Regions from separate parts of the Rattus norvegicus genome. Here region 1 is linked to region 2. Evidence: chromatin contacts called from public Hi-C data. All regions are on one chromosome and are shown on one strand. Each heading gives the region's core, a stretch centred on a gene start, on an enhancer-like site or on the middle of the called end of the contact. The rest is flanking DNA. Distances are from core to core; before and after follow the strand shown. Region 1 overlaps Trabd2b (TraB domain containing 2B). Region 2 overlaps Trabd2b (TraB domain containing 2B).

The links. Hi-C and Micro-C count contacts between places; a contact is called where the count stands out from the background.
Region 1: a Hi-C map of liver shows a contact between it and region 2, with 2.2 times the contacts expected there. The contact joins two enhancer-like sites. A contact is called at or near these places in 5 of 12 Hi-C or Micro-C datasets (the Rat2 cell line, kidney, liver and 1 more).

The regions. Positions count from the first base shown.
Region 1 is chr5:133,366,578-133,372,064 of GRCr8, forward strand. It overlaps Trabd2b (TraB domain containing 2B), which reads left to right. Exons shown (of 8, transcript XM_006238601.5): 5 at 274-364; 6 at 3,193-3,462. Among named protein-coding and RNA genes, the nearest start is that of Trabd2b, 190 kb to the left of the region's middle. Within about 2 kb of position 3,419, at least 6 of the 93 cell types and tissues checked have an H3K27ac peak or open chromatin away from gene starts, as enhancers often do. A contact at or near this core is called in liver, where this site is marked.
Region 2 is chr5:133,282,341-133,287,752 of GRCr8, forward strand. All of the region lies in intron 2 of Trabd2b (TraB domain containing 2B), which reads left to right. Among named protein-coding and RNA genes, the nearest start is that of Trabd2b, 110 kb to the left of the region's middle. Within about 2 kb of position 1,506, at least 4 of the 93 cell types and tissues checked have an H3K27ac peak or open chromatin away from gene starts, as enhancers often do. A contact at or near this core is called in liver, where this site is marked.

The DNA.
Region 1 (5,487 bases), core at 2,169-4,668, 86 kb after region 2:
GTACAGCCTGTGAGTATCAGAGCTGGGATGTGGATACTGGCAAGGTGGACGAGGTGTACATCTCACCACCAGGACGCGATACTTGGATTTGAAGGAACCCTGTTGTTAAAGTATGGGCATTCTGTGTCTCAGTACCCATCCTGGAGACCACTGGGGGACCTCCGCTGGTATAATTCATTGTCCCAGACACAAATGACCATCTAGCAGATGACCATCTAGCTCTGGAAGACAACCTGGCATCTGGCTGAAACCATGGTGCATCTTATGTTCTAGGTCACTTTCTGGGGAACAACACTGTCATCGACGTCCTAAGGCAGGCAGGGCTGGAAGTGGATCACACACCTGCTGGGCAAGCCATCCACAGGTAAGCATCAGGGTATATGGTGGCATTTTGGAGCTGGCTCTTGGGCTGTGGCCTGACTGCAAGCTGTGGTTACTGCCCTGATGACCTGCTCAGGCCTAAGGGTAGAGCTGTGAGCACAAACTGAACCAGGCTCTGGGGTGCTAGACAGAGTGAGGAGGCTGCTGGGCAGTCTTGTTGGGATCTCTTGGTGCGGTGGGAACAGTAGCAGAATGTGGAATAACAAATCTTGGAGTTCAGATCCAAATATATTGGATAGGGGCATAAGTGACCTCAGTCATTCCCTAAAAAGTCAATGGACAGACAGGCCCTGAATGAAGATGGGGCCATGGTAAGAAGAGACTACAGTTTGGTTTCTTCCCTGTGTCCATCCCCACTGCATGAGCCTTTTGCTGCTGCAACCGTTCATGGTCCTCCGCTTTCTGCCTGTACCTGCTCCATTGCTTCCTCAGCAGGACACTCCCAGTTCCTAGCAGGCCACTCCCACTCTGCCCATAGAGCCATTCTCCCAACCTCTTCCTGTGTGAGTTCCTATTCTGCCCCACCCACCTGTCCCCACTCTGGACTTTTCCAAGGATGGAGATCAGCTCCGCCTCTCAGAGCATCCACAGCACCAGCATCAGGCAATAGCCAGGCTGGAGACCTGAGAACTGAAACTCTCAAGTCAGTGTCAGGCTTCTCAAACTCAGAGACTGACTGGTGCTCCAGTCTTTATGTTGGAACCTTCTCCTCAGCCTGCAAGAATGGCCCCATTGTGATTTGAATCCCTGCCCTCATGGTTACAAGACCGAAAGTCTGCACTTGATCTTAGCCAAAACTCTGAGAAGCGATATGACCCAAAGTCTGAAGGAGGCTTGCTTTAATCACAGCCAAGTAGACAAGTGGTATTGGCTGCTGACTCTGCGTGGGGCTTTAGGTGCTTCTAACTCAAGAAGTTCCATAGCAAGGCAGGAACTATGAATATCCCTGATGTGGTTGGGACATCTGAGCCTATCATAAACTCACTTGCAGGACATCTTTGTATGACAGTCCCCAGAGCACAAGCTGCTCCTAGCCTCTCATCTCTTCCCATGAGCTCCGCCACGTGTGTTTGAGGCAGCTAGGGCAGGTGTAAGGGATAAAGGTAGACTTGGGGTGAAGGCATTCCTCTAGGCCCCTCCTGTTCTCTCACTTCACCCTTCTGCCCACGCTCCAGAGGACCTTCCCCTTGAAGCTCATTGTGTGTGGCCAGGCAGGGGATGGGAGGCTTCTATTCATCTTGAAGCTTAGGCATTAGAGGAGATCCCCTCCTCTGCCCCCATGGACTCGCTGGAGGCTCCCTTCAGAAGATTCTCAGGCTCAGTCTCCTGTACAGGGAGTGAAGGAACTGGCAGGGCAGAGGGAGTAGGAACGCTGTGGAGTCAGCAACAATAAAAAGCCACCCTTGGCCACAGGTGCTTCCTGTAGCTATCTTTTTGTCTGACTGTTTTGAATTATATCCTCAACAGCTGCAGCATCTCCGATAGCTTAGACCCTGGGAGTCTGGAGTTGCCATGGGGGTTGGGAGAGGATGAGCTTTTTCCTCTTCAAAGAGAGAGAAGCCCCTCACCCACTCACTGTTGCAGAGTGAGGAATGGGAGGGTAGGCCGCCTTCAGTCCTGGGTGCCACCTCCCTTACAAGTGATTTGCTTGGACACAGTTCCTCAAACCACTCCCAACCCTCCAGGGCCAGATGTCCCCAAGGAATCCCTTTTGGACCCCAGAAAGCAAAGAATAAAAGGAAGAATGTCTGCAGGATGAGAGAGAGGCATACCCTACTTTGAGCACAGATTCCACAAATATGACTAACTGACCCTCGAGGGCTTATGTGGTCAGGACCCTTTGCTGGGTAGCCCACATCAGAGAGGTTTGGTAGACACCAGGCACTGGGCTGGGTCCTGAGCTCATTCACACCCATGCCATTCTGATGAGACAGGCAACACCATTCCTCCATCCCCTTTCTAACCAAGCACTCTACTCATACACATTCTGGACCATGAGTTATAATAACATGGGTGGTAGAGTGTGTCTATCAGCCTTGAGGTTGAGCTCAGTGACTTAGTCCTGACCCATCTCCATTCAAAGATGACCAATGGACATCCAGTGCAGACAGCTGGGTGAGTTGATAACAAAAGCACCCTGAATAGCATTCACTACTCGATGGCCTTGTCTGCCTACTACTGCCAGGCATTGTTCTAAGCCCTTCACCTATGTGCACTTATGACCACACGGTGTTCCCAAGGGAGGTACAAACCATCCTATCCCCACTTCACAGAACAAGAAACTGAGGCACAGCAAAGTTATATAACTTGCCTAGAATCCCTCTGCCAGAGGTATTGCTTAATGAAGTCATGATCAAGTTCAAATATGAGCATAGACCTCATTTTCCACCCGGCCCCTCCATCCCTCCACCCTTGCACCTATCTCTCCCATATGTTGGCGTTCTCCTCAGCAGTGTGGCCACCTGAGAGCCTGTGTGTTTTACTCTGTCTTCACGTTAGGTGTGAGCTATAGGCAGTGGGGGGGGGGGGCATCTGTTTAGGTCACTGCTGATAATTTCAGAAAAAAATGCTATCTGTGGGAGTCTGTGGACTAAAAGAGGAAAGAAGGAATCAATGCTCTGTCTATAACAGGCAGTGGTCCCCACCCCCAGGTCCCTCCATTCTATCCCAGTGGGACACTTTGGAGTTCCCCTTGCCTAGAAAACATCCCCTCCACATTCCCTTTTTTACACACACACACACACACACACACACACACACACACACACACACACACAGAGCACATAGCTCACATTCTGTTTCACTTTGCAGTCCTCCTGCTGGGAGCCCAGCTCCCCCTCCTGAGGGCACCTCTCCTGCCAGCCGAGCTCCGGCAACCCCAGCTGCTGCAGTCCCAGAAGCAACCTCAGTGACCCCCACAACCCCTCCTGAGGAGGAGGATCCAGTCCTGTCCCCACACCTCCTGCTCCCGGACAGCCTAAGCCAGCTGGAGGAGTTCGGAAGGCAGAAGTGGCGCAAGAAACTAAACAAACATCAGCGGCCAAGGCAGTTCAATGACCTCTGGGTCCGAATCGAGGACAGGTGAGCAGGGGAGGGGCGGGTTGTCTAGGAGCTCCCTGTCAGCCTCTCCTAGGGCTTAGTGTGCTGCCACAGGCCCTGCTCTGAGCAAGGAGGGACAGAGGTGTCAGAGTGGACACTTAGAGGCAGGCTGGGCCCTGACTCCTGAGGATCTCCATGGGCATCTTTTGGGGTGTATATAATATGTTCCCATCTCACTTTGGAGCAGGCAGAATTCCCCACAGTTTAAAAGTGGCATGGGGCTGTAATGCTGGCTCAAGAAGATAAGTTTGAGACCTGCCTGGGCCATTAGTGAGAGTCCAGCTCAACATAAAAAGTAGAAAGAAGTCTGAGTATGAAGCACCATGATACGGTGCCTGCCCAGCATGCCCAAGGCCCTGGCCTCAACTCCCAGAACTGCTGGTAATTAATCAGTTAATTGATAAAAATTAAAATGAAGAAGTGGAGGCTTCCTCTAGTGGCACTAACAAAAGTCTGCCAGGCGTGGCCTGCACCTGACTCGTGCATGTGTCCCATGGACTGGGGGTGAAAGCAGAAGCAACCATGACAGGCTGGATATCTCGGAAGATGTTAGATCCCCATGCTGGGAAAGTATGAGCAGTGTCACTGTAGCGGGGAGATTCTGGAGGGGCCCCCACCCTGTGAGAGAAAGGACTACTAGGCAAAGGATGCTGTGGTCAGAAGTGTCACTGTGAGCCCTGCTGTAAGTAGCCAGGTACAGAACACATCCCAAGGTGTTGCCACCCCCTTCCATATCTCCCTCCGGTCAACAACACCTCCTGCCCTGGGCTGTCACCAAGGCTCCCATTGCTCCAAGATTGTCTATCCTCCCCTCCCCCACTCAGTTTCTCTCCAGAGCAATCTCCCTAAGTCAGCAGTGTGGCAGAACTCTCTACATATAGTGAATAGTGTCACTAGGGAACGTCTCAGAAAGGGACTAGAGTCCTTTTCACTGCACAAGTGAGTCCTGGATCTGACGCTTAGACAGTGGGACCTCAGAACCCAGAGTCCCTGTCTGGATCTTAACGCCATCAGAATTTTCCTCAGCATCCTGGACAGAATCACCGTAGGTACTTGTTAAATCATCGTGTCTTCCACTCCACACAGACATGAAAGTTGTCAGGGCCAAAGCCTGAGATGCTGTGTGCTCCAGGAAGTTCTAAGAGGCACCAGAGAGCTCTGGCCCGGTTGTGCATTTATGAACATGAACCAATGTCTGGAGCCAAAGGCACTATCCCAGGCCACACAGAGAACCAGAAACTGACTGGGACCTCCCATTCTACAGCCAGGTGGCTGAGCTAGTGACAACAGTCTGATGTAGTCCGGTCCTGTCTCAAAGGCATGGCATGCACTATCTTAAAAAGGCTGACAATGAGTAGGCATCAAAGCCACTGAGCCTCTAGGTGCTGGTGCCATTGCCTCCCCTGAGCCACTGAATAATGTACTTCTGCAGAGACCTCATCAACCCTGCCTCCTGCAACACAGGTATCACTAAGTGACTGAGACACTAAGACCCAATGCCCAGTATGGGCTACCCAGCCTGAGCACAGGAGCCTAGAGTTTTAGAGAGCCACATCCTTCAGTTGTGGGAAAGTCTGCAGGCTACCAGCAGTCCACTAGAAGCTCCAAATAGTCTGGTTAGTCAAAGTCCTGGTCAGTGGAGGAATCTAACTCGTGGAGTAACAGGGGGCTAGGCTGTCAGCTCCAGCAAAGAGTCCGAAGCCCCTAACTGTATCTGAAAGCAAAGTGTAGACAAAATGACATTGGACAGTTTCCTTTTCACAACACGGGATCTGGAAAACAGACCCTGGCTTCAGGGAAAGAAAGCAGCTTTTCTTTGGCAGAGGGGAGTCTCCTCCACCCCAACAGGTAAAACTGAAGCTGGCTGACACCTCCCTCTGCTCAGGCTGGAAGAGAAGGCTTCACCAAAGAGCAGTCTGTTAAAGTTCCTCACTGCTTCTTGGGAAAGAGCAAGCCCTGTGCTCTCCAGGAAGCCACGTTCAAGGCACAGGCTCCCACACTCAAAGG
Region 2 (5,412 bases), core at 256-2,755:
CAGCAGGAATCACAAGAATAAAGAGACATGCTCAAACCCAGAGGGACATATGGCTGGGGTCTTTGTCGGGGGGCTCAGGGTTAGGCCGTCAGATGGCTTGGGATATTGAGAAAGTACAGTAACATCCCCAAGGACAGAGTGACTTACTTTGGTCTTCTCAGCTGAAGGTTGAAGTTATAAGTTTTAGGAGCAACTTATAAAGAGTCAGTGTGTATGAAAGGGGTGGGGAGCAGAGAGAGAGAGAGAGAGAGAGAGAGAGAGAGAGAGAGAGAGAGAGAGAGAGAGAGAGACTATTGAGGATAGGTCCTCATAGAATAGGAATTCCCAGCCTCCTCTGGACTGAGAACCAGTCTCCACAGAATGATGACATTCTGTTGACTCTGAACAGTCTGCTTCCTTTGGGAGCTGGTCTCCTTTTGATGCTCATACTCAGCCTGCCCTAGACGCATTCCAGACCTCTCATAGTGAACTTGAACCCCACAGCTTGGGCCCTGCCACAGACTTCAGTGCTGTTAGAAAGAGCCTATGTCTTTCCATCATCCCATCCTCATCAGGCTGCATCAGCCAGAGGAGATGTGGGAGGAGCTCCCAGGCCAGAGGTAGGAAGAGACTTTTGAAGACACAGGACCTTTGCACTCCTCATTCCTGGGCCTCACTCCTATCTCTCTAAAATGAGTGGACAAGAAAGAGGATCTTACAGGTCTCCCCCTGCTCTGGCTTCCAGTTCTTCCTCATCTCTCAAGAGCAGAGAGAAGAGCCTACATGTTGATTCTATTCCTCTCGTATTCCTTTATGCTGGCATCTCCTTGTCTTGCTACCTCTGTGAAGGACCCTAGAAGGTCTATGCAGAAGTGAGGAGTGGTAGATACAGAACTTGAGTTTCCACTTTCATGACTGTGATAGCCAAGATTCTTTCTGTATTTGTTCTCATGGCTCCTTGAACAGTAGTTGGGCATGGTGCCAGGATCCTAGCCATTGCTTCCCACCATGCTCTTCCCAGTGCCCATGTGAAACCTCTAGATGGCAGATACTTGTCTCCATTTAGCTGAGCATTAAGCTTGAGATGGTCTCTCGTATATTTATATACAACCTTACAAATGACCATGAACTTATACCAGGGTCAAGGTGACCCAAGTTGAAGTTCACTATACCTTTGGTTGACACTATCTCCCTTTCTGTTTGCATAAACATACAAGCTACCCTCGTGCTGGCTCTTGCCTGAGGTCAGTGCAATGTTCCCCCAGTCTTCTCTTCTGCTGTTCTTTTACTCTGAATCCTCTTCCTCTTCATGTCTACTTGGAAATTCTTAATTATTCTTTGTGAAAGCTTGCTTGAAAGCTGCCTTGGTGAGTGTGTTACTCACCTACTCGCCATATTGTTTGTTAAAACTCAACATCTCGTGACATTCCCACGTCTTCACGAACTTATGAGCAGTACACTCACCCCTGACCCCCATGAGGCAGGCTGTTCCTTTCTTAGCAGCTCACAGTCCAGCCACGGTCAGTGCCAAGGCACGTGACAAAAAGTTCTCCATCTCACTGTCCCCCTAGCGCTGGCATCCTCTCCTGTCCCATGTTATGAAACGCAGTGTTTTATCTTGGGAAGCCAATAACCACTTCACTGAGTGTTCAAATATTTCACAAGTCCATGGCTAGAGTTCAGCTTTTGCCTGAGCTCAAGTGGGTTCTGAACTAGTAAAATAACATCCTAGAGAAGGTTCTGTTCTGTTCCTCGGGGCCTGGCTCATAATAAACGGTCTGGATGTTGCTTCCTTGGGCCCCATGTGGTCACCAAAGCTGTATAGTGTTAGACATGAGTTCAGACCTTTTCCCCAAGAGTAAGAAATCAGTTGTGATCACACACACACACACACACACACACACACACACACACACACACACACTCACACACACACCCCTACCTGGTGGTGTAGACATATCTGAAAGATGATACCAAATCTTGGAGGACAACTGATGTTCTCCCTTACTCACTCCCCTGGCCTTGTGGCTTGTTCTGTGTTGCACAGTCCTCTCCCCCCACCGCCAAACAGCACCTGCCACCCCTGCTTCTTTAGTTATGGAGTATGTGTGAGAGCTTGAGACAATAAGCATCAAATGGAGGCAGCTACTCTAAATCTTCTAAGGAAATCTCACCATCCATAGTCCATGGGATTATAAGTAGACACTTGTTACCTTGCATCAGATGTGGCATGGCTCACCCAGATGTCTCTGGAAGCTTCACAATAGATGGAGGCATAGAAAACTGTCTGTCCTTTGGCTCTTCCCCTTCTTTGGGAAGCCCCTGATCATTCCGGAGGGCAATGACCTCATGAAGATCCACAGTGTGCTGGTGCAAAAAGCTAAAGACTGTCAGGAGGGCAGGAAGGGATGAGTCACCAAGGCAAAGAAACACTGGGCCTGAGGGCCAAGGACCAAGATCCTTGAGTGTCCTCCCTCTAACCTACTCATAGGTTGGAAAGGCCATTGCCCGTTTTTCTATGTCATACCTTTCCCATCTATGAGGTGAAGGACAGGGCCCTGCCACCCCACCTGTGCTGACACCTCCCCGGTGGGCACAGAACATCAGGCACAAGTCTTCAGTGAAACCAGGGCACCTAGTGTGAGCCATCTTCATGCTGGCAACCATGCATCCATTCAGGGTGCAGTGTCCTGATCAGCTGACATCCTGGTGGCAGGATGGGGAAGGGCCTTTCCATTTTATATTTTAAAACTTTAGATTTTGGAAGTGAGTGACTTCCCTTGCTGTCTGGTGAGCGAGTTGTCCCTGACCAGGTTTCAATCCTTAATCTAGATCTGGTCTTGGTGAGTGTAGGGATAGAGGCCCAGAATAATCTTAGAGGACACACTTGTCAACCACTACACTGGGTTTCCTGAACCTTCCTACCTGTGTCCTGCTCCCACTATAGTAACTCTCAAGTCCTCTCAACTCCTTCAGCAAATGCTAACCTTGGTTTTCCTTAAGTGTAGGATGGGGATGATGGTAGCTATTCCAGGTGCGCATCTGTGAAAGCTAAGAGAGCCTAGCCCATGGAATACTCAAAGTACCATCTGGCATGCAGGGCGATGCAAAAATATCTAAGTTAAACGTCATTGCTATGTGTCCTAATTTAAAGGAGTGTCTCACTGATGTTCTAAAGCTTTCTGAAATATACTGCTTCTCTCTCCACCCAGATGCCTTTCCCTGTCTGATTGGACTGGCATATGTCTACTTTCCCCTCTATACTCAGCTCGAGCTGGCCCATCCTCCCTGACACCAAGTGGACGAGCCCACCAGATGCCCTACTGCACTTCATCCACATTAAACTGTCACACCGTCTTGTCATTTGCTTCTACATTGGCCCTTGAGTCATTTAAGACAAAGAACTATACCATATTCATCTCTGGGCTGACAGGCGACAAGGTTTGGGGCATGCCATAAAGAACAAGAGAGGAAGTTTGGTGACAAATGTCATAGAAAGGTGACAGGTAGAGCAGAAATGGAACCCAGGAGAGGGATTGATATCACTGAAGTTGGCTTACAGGGAGTTAGGAATTGAGGAAGGAGCCTGTGGAGTTTTGGGCTAGTTTCGAATGTTTTATAGAGGAAATTAATTGTTCTGCTAATTCCCATGGGTTTTCTTTTGCAACTCAGCAATGTCATTTTTATACAGTTTGCTGTATGGTTTATTATCAACATTGGCCCAGGTCTGCATTTCTAAGGTGATGGAGCTCCACCCAGTGCTCTCCAGGCTCCTGCCCTAACCTGTATCCTATCCTCCACCCTGAGATGAAGATGCACTGCTCCCCTACGGCCACAGGTGGGATGGGAACACACGAGATCCCAGCCAGCACACTGTGGGTGAATGTTTAGCTGCAGGTTTCCTGGGCAGCTAGACAAAGACACTCATTATCTGTGGTGAGTAACTGAGGTGTTAGCCCAGCTCTTGGGAAACCAGTTGGGATAATTACATCTGTTCAGATTTCTTCACAGTTTCTGTATCCTGGCGTTAGCTGACTGATACCCTCAGGTACCCTTTGTATCTGATGGACTTTGAGCATCAAAGGACACCTTGTGGAAGTCAGTTCATGTTGGTCCAGGGACGGAACTTGTGTCATCAGGCTTGGCAACAAGCCTTTGGCTCTTCTTGATGGTTCTCTACCACTAGGGATAACATCAGGGTAGAGACTAGAGGCTCTTGGGAGCCTCTATACTATCACAGCTTCACATTCCCTTATGGACCACATGGCACACATCTGCTTATCAACCCCATTTCAACGCTGATTGGTTATTCGTTTGCCCCCACCCCCATCCTGGGTATGAGATGCCTTTTGCTCAAAACCAGAAAACGTTTGGTTTCTTTTATGCCCAACAAGTCTTGAGATGTTGCCTTTTCTATCTCCTACTAGTCACAGCAGTAGCTACACTTCTTCAGTCAAATTGTCTTGAGAACCCGCATGATATGAATATGTGTGACTATTTAACTAGTGCCTATCTGCAAGATGGGAGAAATGGACACCTAAAGAGAGAACTCTATGAGTTTCTTATGGAAGGTACAGGGAGAATGTGAGCCCAATTCATTTGAGAAGAGAAGAGACAGATAAAAGAGGAAGGGGACCAACCAGAGGGCTCACCCCGGGGATCATAAACCATTTCTCTGACCACTATGTGATCCTTACAGGCAAAGTCAAGAATGAGGATCCAGGAAAAGCAGTTGATTTTAATAGGGTCTAGCTTGCCAACAAATAAAGAAAGACATCTCAAGTTTTATAAAAAGACCAAAGGTACATGCCAAGCTAGGGAAACTGAAGTATTATATCTCAGAATTCCATATTCTTTTTGCTGATTGCACCTGACCAAAGAAATGATTCCTCACTCTGAACCACACTTGAGAGTTTACAGAGCCCAATCAGGTCTCAGTCTATTGTTTTTCCCACTTTTGTCGCCCCTTCCTTCCTCCCTCCCTCCATCTCTTCATTTTTTTCTTTCCCTCTTCCCTCTGGTGTTTACTGAGGAAAAGCACTGAGTCAGGTGCTCCACTAAGCTAAGCAGGGCGGGCCACAGCGGCCTTGACTTTAGAAGTGCAGGTTGCTTAAAATTAGAACATGACACAGTTCCTGTGTGCACCAGATGCCAACAGCGCTCAGGGACGGCAGAGCTTCTCCACCTCGATGTTTTCTGTAAAAGCATTTCCTTTTCCTCATTTCACGTTGGGAAAGAATTCAAAAGAGAAAGAACAAGGAGCTGGTGTTTTCTTAGGAATCTGACTCACCTCCTTCCCCCTCCAACAACAGCGTCCCCCTTCCTGCCCCTGAGGTATGAAGGCAAGTCCAGCCCCATTCCAGGCCTCCCCAGCATCTTCTCCCAACAGAGCGTCAGTTTCAGTGGTCCATCTCCAGAAGCGTTGTTATTGAT